Regions from separate parts of the Mus musculus genome. Here region 1 is linked to region 2. The links are chromatin contacts, called in public HiChIP or PLAC-seq maps. All regions are on one chromosome and are shown on one strand. The core of a region is the stretch at or near the end of the contact, and the rest is flanking DNA. Distances in the headings are between cores, read along the strand shown. Region 1 holds the start of 4833427F10Rik (RIKEN cDNA 4833427F10 gene). Region 2 holds the start of Ltb (lymphotoxin B).

Region 1 (2,853 bases), core at 351-2,850, 580 kb after region 2:
GGTGTGGGTCCTGTCCTCATGAGCTCATCTGGGTCAAAGGGCCAAGGCTCTGTTAGAGTTTTTACAGTCTCAGAAGAAAACTCATGATGTGCTGGCAAATCAGCTTGTGGGGGAGACAGAGACCCCTCGTTCTCAGAGGTTACCGCTCCCTATTGGATAAACAATCTACTGGACAGTGGCTCTGAGCTGGGTAACAGCCCCTCTGGAACTGACTGGAGGAAGGGGCTGTCCTGCTAGAATGTTGGGTGGGCCTTAGAAAGAGTGGGAACTCCAGGCTGGGGAGCTGATGCACTCCCAGTAAAGTGCTTGCCACACACACACACACAGGGACCACAGTTCAATCCTCAGCACCCACATAAACATCCAGGGTGAGCAACATGAACTTTAAACCCAGTGCTGGAAACATAGAGACAGAAGGCCCCTTGGCTTGCTGATCAGGCAGCCTCATCTAATCTGTGTGCCTCAGGTCTCAGAGAAAGACCCTGTCTCACTCTGTGACTTTAGGTAAATTCCAGCATCCTCTGCCGAATTGGGTTGATAAAACTCCTGTAGGAGCGAGCGCTCTGAAGGCCTGCAGTCAGCTTAGCCGCTGTGAACTCCCAGCTTTGCCTAACTTCCCTGGAGTGTAAGCAAATACTCTCTAAAAATCAAACATCGGCCCCCGGCAATGTAGCAGGAGGACATTTTTAAGAAGCAGAGATGTTTGTTTGGTTTGGTTTTAAAAGACAGGATCTCTACGTAGCCCCAAGTGGCCTGAAACTTGCTTACAATGTAGATCAGGCTGGCCTGAAGCTTACAGAGACCCTCCCGCCCTGCCACCTGAGTGCTGGATTAAAGGCACTTACCTGCTTTTCATTTTCCTAAGCAACACTTATTTTTTTCTTCTAAGGTTGTTCCTTGCCCTCATTATAAGAGTCAGAATTCATGAAACACTTCTTTTCCCCTGGCTCCATGACTCATCAGGTGGAGGCCCTTGGCACCAAGTCGGATGACTTCAGTTCAGTCCTCCGTGCCCACACAGTGAGAGGCAAGAACCAACTCCCACACGTTGTCCTCCATCTTCCCTGCTTGATCCTGGAAACACACACATACACCCCTGAACACACACAAGCCCAAACACACACACACACAAGCGCACACACACACAGCTCTAGAGCTATCCTCCTGCCTCCGCATCCCCAGCACTGAAATTACAGGTGTATCCCAGCAGGCCCAGCTGCTCAGAATTTTTGCAGCTATAGTTGATGTGACCTGGCTTCACTCTTCTCAGTGACACAGTATGAGAAGCTGTGTCCAAAAACGGGCACACACCGTGCCACAGGCAGAAGCTTACCCAAGGCCTCCGCTCGAGCCTGGCAGAACACTCCAAGCTGTTTGCATACCTTGAATGCCATGGCAGCAAATCAAGGCCTGTCAGACACGGGGATTTATGGCAGACTATATAGAACATCGAGCTCTGGTCAGACATCTAGGAGACCCTTCCAGCAACAGGACGCCATACAAGGAAGCTTCGTCTCACAGGCTGGGACGTGGGGAGGAGTCAGAAAGGACAGTTTTGTTGCTCACCAAGAGGGAATCTCTGCCCTGATAGACATCAAGAGACAGGAGACAGAGTTTGCCATGAGAGTCAGTCTCATGGCAAGGGGTTTTTGGTAACATAACAAAGAATCAGAAACTTCAATGTACAAAAGAGCTTTTAATCAAAATGAATGGGGACTAAGGTTGGAACTTAGTGGATAGTGTAATCAATTAGAATGGAAGAAGCCCTGGGTTCAGTTCCCAGTACCACAAAAAACCAGGCATTGTGGTGGTTTGTATGTGCTTGGCTCTGGGAGTGGCACTATCAGAATGTGTGGCCCTGTGAAAGTAGGTGGGAACTTGTTAGAGCATGTGTATCACTGTGGGCAGGGGCTTTAAGACCCTTATCCTAGCTGCCTGGAAGTAAGTATTCTGCTAGCAGCCTTCAGATGAAGATGTAGACCTCTCAGTTCCTCCTGCACCATGCCTGCCTGGATGCTGCCATGTTCCCACCTTGATGAAAATGATCTGAGCCTCTGAAACTGTAAGTCAGCCCCAATTTAATGTTGTCCTTATAAAAGTTGCCTTGGTCACGGTGTCTGTTCACAGAAGTAAAACCCTAAGACAGGCATAGTGGTACACATCTGTAATGCCAGCACCTGGGAGGTACAGGCAGGAGAATCATTAGTTCAAAGTCATCTTCAGATACATTAGGAGTTTGAGGCCAGCCTGGGCTACACGAGACCTTATCTCCAGAAAAAGAAAAAACTGGATTTGAGCCATCTGTGACATTTTCAAGGTGCCTGACCCACACAGCTGTTTTACTTGACTGAGTCTTCAATACTCCTTTATTTACTGAACATAGTTCACATGTGTAATCCTGAGCAATTGGGGAGACAGTGTAAGAAAAGACAGAGATGGAAAGTTTGCTCTGTGTTAGAGATCAGCTTAGAGATGATCCTTAAAAGGTACCTCACACCTGCAATTCCAGCATTCAGGAGACAGAGGCAAGAGGATCATTACAAGTTTGGGTCCAGCCTGGGCTACACAGTGAGTTCTAGGAGGCTCACAACCATAGATAAGGCCAGCCCTCTTCGGGGCTCTGTGGGTACTGTATGTATGCATGTGATGCCGGTACATACCCACAGGCAAAACACTCACAGACATTAATTAAGAAAGGAAGAAAGAAACAAAGAAACAAAGAAGGAAACAAAAAGGAAGAAACAGCCGGGTGTGGTGGCACATGCCTTTAATCCCAGCACTTGGGAGGCAGAGGCAGGCGGATTTCTGAGTTTGAGGCCAGCCTGGTCTACAAAGTGAGTTCCAGGACAGCCA
Region 2 (3,052 bases), core at 247-2,746:
GTGAAGGATGACCATGGGTTTCTGACGGTTCTGCTGGGATTACAGGCCCGCAGCACCAAGCCTGCTTGATTTCGTGCTGGGGACAAAGCCAGGGCCCTGGGCATGCAAGGCCAGTGCTCTCCCATGAACCACAGCCCTGAGCTACTTCTCATATCTTTCCAGGTTGTGACTATTACCTCATGTTACCGCTGAATTGTTCAAGTTAGTCTTTGTTTCCTCTTTTTTTTTCCTTGCCTCAGGAAGACAAAATTTACATCTAGTAAAATGTATGAAGCTGGAATTAGTTCTGTTTTGCCTGTTACAGAATCAAACCTACTAGCCAAGTGCCCTGTCAGGAAACTCTACTGCTATCCCAACACTGCCTTTTCGTCTCTCTGGGCCTCAGCATCTTCTTAGGGCTTTCCCATGGAGACGAAGTGGCTAGTGTAATAAAGACTGTAGTTCAGTGGCTAGCACATTCTTGGTGCCTTTGGTCAGTCAGCTGTATTCTACTAATATTGGTGTTGGTAATATTTTCCAAACGAGTTGTCTGGTCTGGGACATAGAGACTGCAAGGTCACCAGGAAGGGGACATGGCCTGAAACCTCTGTCCACCTTCCTCCGACCTGCTCTTCCCTAAACTCCAATCAGCTGCCCCTCGGGTGCCATTAATTCGGTTCCTGATGTTCATTGAAGTCAACAAATTTCTCATTCATTCATTCATTCATTCATACATTCATTTGCCCTGTCCCTCATTTATAAGTAGTTGATGCTTCCCAATGGAGGAGGCTCATTCTAGACAGACTCCCTTAAGGTGGAGTGTGCCTCTGTATTGCTTTATCAGGACAGAGAGAGAGAGAGAGAGAGAGAGAGAGAGAGGCTGAGCCCCCTTCATAAAGCCATAACCACTGCGGACCCACTTAATTCTGCCTTTCCCATCTGGTTTTAGAGACTGAAACAGGAAGAAGTCAGCCAGTGTGGGGAGAGGGTCGTATCAGGGACGCAGACACACAGCCGACCCTTGTTGGCCTCCCACTCCATCTCCTCACCCCCCCTCCCGTGTGTGTGTGTGTGTGTGTGTGTGTGTGTGTGTGCGCGCGCGCGTGCGTGCGTGCATGCATGTGTGCAGGTGCGTGTGTCTTTGCAGCCCTCCCTTCAGCACTGTAAGGTCCAGAAGCATGAAGAACACACGAGATACTTGGAGTCCTACCTGGCCATGACAACCTTGTTTGTTGCCTGGCCTTCTGCAAGCTCCCTTCCTTCCCTGGGCTTCATCTTCCCTCCCTGCCAAGCCCCTCTTCATCTTTACCTTGAAAACCTCTCTCTACCCCATCTCCTTCCCCAGTTCAGAGAACCCAGGCATCCAGCCACCCAACCCCGGCCCCAGCGCTGGGTAAACAGGAAGCTGGGTGAGGGGAGGAAGGGTGTTCGGAAAGTCCCCGGGCAGGGGGCAGGTGTGTGGGTCTGCGGGGGTGGGGGGGTCTACCCCTGAGGTATGAAAGCCCCTGCCCCGGTCCTAGTTCTGAGTCTGGATGGGGACACGGGGACTGCAGGGCCTGGGTGGGAGACCCCAGGGGAGGGGCTGCCTCTTGCTGGCTGTGGCAGGAGCTACTTCCCTGGTGACCCTGTTGTTGGCAGTGCCTATCACTGTCCTGGCTGTGCTGGCCTTGGTGCCGCAGGATCAGGGACGTCGGGTGAGTGGCTGCAACGGGCTCCAGAGGGCTGCCTCTTGTGACTGTTTATTTACTTATGGCTGTGCTTCTGCCCACCGCGCTCAGCTGGCCGCTCTCCCCAGAGGGAATGTCTGGTCTGTCTTTGCCTCTCCAGGCAATCCTAGCCTGAATTTTCAAGCCCCTTCCTGGTTGGCTTCTTTTCCAGATAACACTGCACTTGCGTCTCTCTGCCTGCATACATCGTCTTTGTTTGTTCTTCTAGCAAGATGCAGTCTAGGGAGGACACAGCAGGCCCAGGCCTTGGGGCTGGGCTCTACGGTGGGAGGGGTGGAGTTGCCATTAGCCAAATCTGACCTCTGGGCACTCTAACCCTACCTACCCATCCAGGTTGAGAAGATCATTGGCTCAGGAGCACAGGCTCAGAAAAGACTGGATGACAGCAAACCGTCGTGCATCTTGCCCTCACCCTCTAGCCTCTCAGAGACTCCTGACCCCCGTCTGCATCCTCAGAGATCCAATGCTTCCAGGAATCTAGCCTCCACATCCCAGGGCCCTGTTGCGCAGTCCTCTCGGGAGGCATCTGCATGGATGACCATCCTGTCTCCAGCTGCGGATTCTACACCAGATCCAGGGGTTCAACAGCTGCCAAAGGGGGAACCAGAAACTGACCTCAACCCTGAGCTCCCTGCTGCCCACCTCATAGGTAAGCATCTGGTAGACCGAAGAGTGCTGGCTATGTACCCCCACAGTAAGCGAGAGTCCTTTGGCTCTGCTATGACACTACTGGTACTTTCCCAACTCCTCCACCACCAACTTCTCCCTCGGTATGACTGACTGCTCAGGAAACAGGTAAAAACCGGCAGGGATCTCGCCACTTTAGTCCCTTCGGGTGATAGATAGCACCGTTATTCCTGCCCCTCCCCGCTAAGTACCACAGAAGGAGGAAGACCCCGCTCCTCCGCTCCAGGTCCCTGCTCATCCTGCCCGGGTCTCCGACCTAGAGATCACGGCCCGAGCGCTCACGCGTGTCCCTTTCTGCAGGCGCTTGGATGAGTGGGCAAGGGCTCAGCTGGGAGGCGAGCCAAGAAGAAGCGTTTCTGAGGAGCGGCGCGCAGTTCTCCCCCACCCACGGGCTGGCGCTGCCACAGGACGGCGTCTATTACCTCTACTGCCACGTCGGGTACAGGGGCAGGACGCCCCCTGCCGGCCGAAGCCGTGCTCGCTCGCTCACGCTGCGCAGCGCCCTGTACCGCGCGGGGGGCGCCTACGGGCGAGGTTCCCCCGAGTTGCTGCTGGAGGGCGCGGAGACAGTCACACCTGTTGTGGACCCCATCGGGTACGGGTCGTTATGGTACACGAGCGTGGGGTTCGGCGGCCTGGCGCAGCTCCGGAGCGGCGAG

What was found. HiChIP or PLAC-seq counts read pairs in DNA pulled down with a chosen protein or histone mark.
Region 1: an HNF4G HiChIP or PLAC-seq map of pancreatic cancer cells shows a contact between it and region 2. The contact joins the promoter of 4833427F10Rik here to the promoter of Ltb in region 2. A contact is called at or near these places in 3 of 39 promoter capture datasets (hippocampal neurons and liver) and 2 of 115 datasets of contacts at active chromatin or transcription factors (memory CD8 T cells and pancreatic cancer cells).

What each region holds. Positions count from the first base shown.
Region 1 is chr17:35,770,850-35,773,702 of GRCm38.p6, forward strand. 4833427F10Rik (RIKEN cDNA 4833427F10 gene) reads left to right here and starts at 1,601. Exons shown (of 3, transcript NR_045459.1): 1 at 1,601-2,062.
Region 2 is chr17:35,193,011-35,196,062 of GRCm38.p6, forward strand. Ltb (lymphotoxin B) reads left to right here and starts at 1,497. Exons shown (of 3, transcript NM_008518.2): 1 at 1,497-1,673; 2 at 2,040-2,355; 3 at 2,694-3,052. The coding sequence starts at 1,512. It overlaps Mir6973a (microRNA 6973a), which reads left to right and starts at 1,962; the gene lies at 1,962-2,039.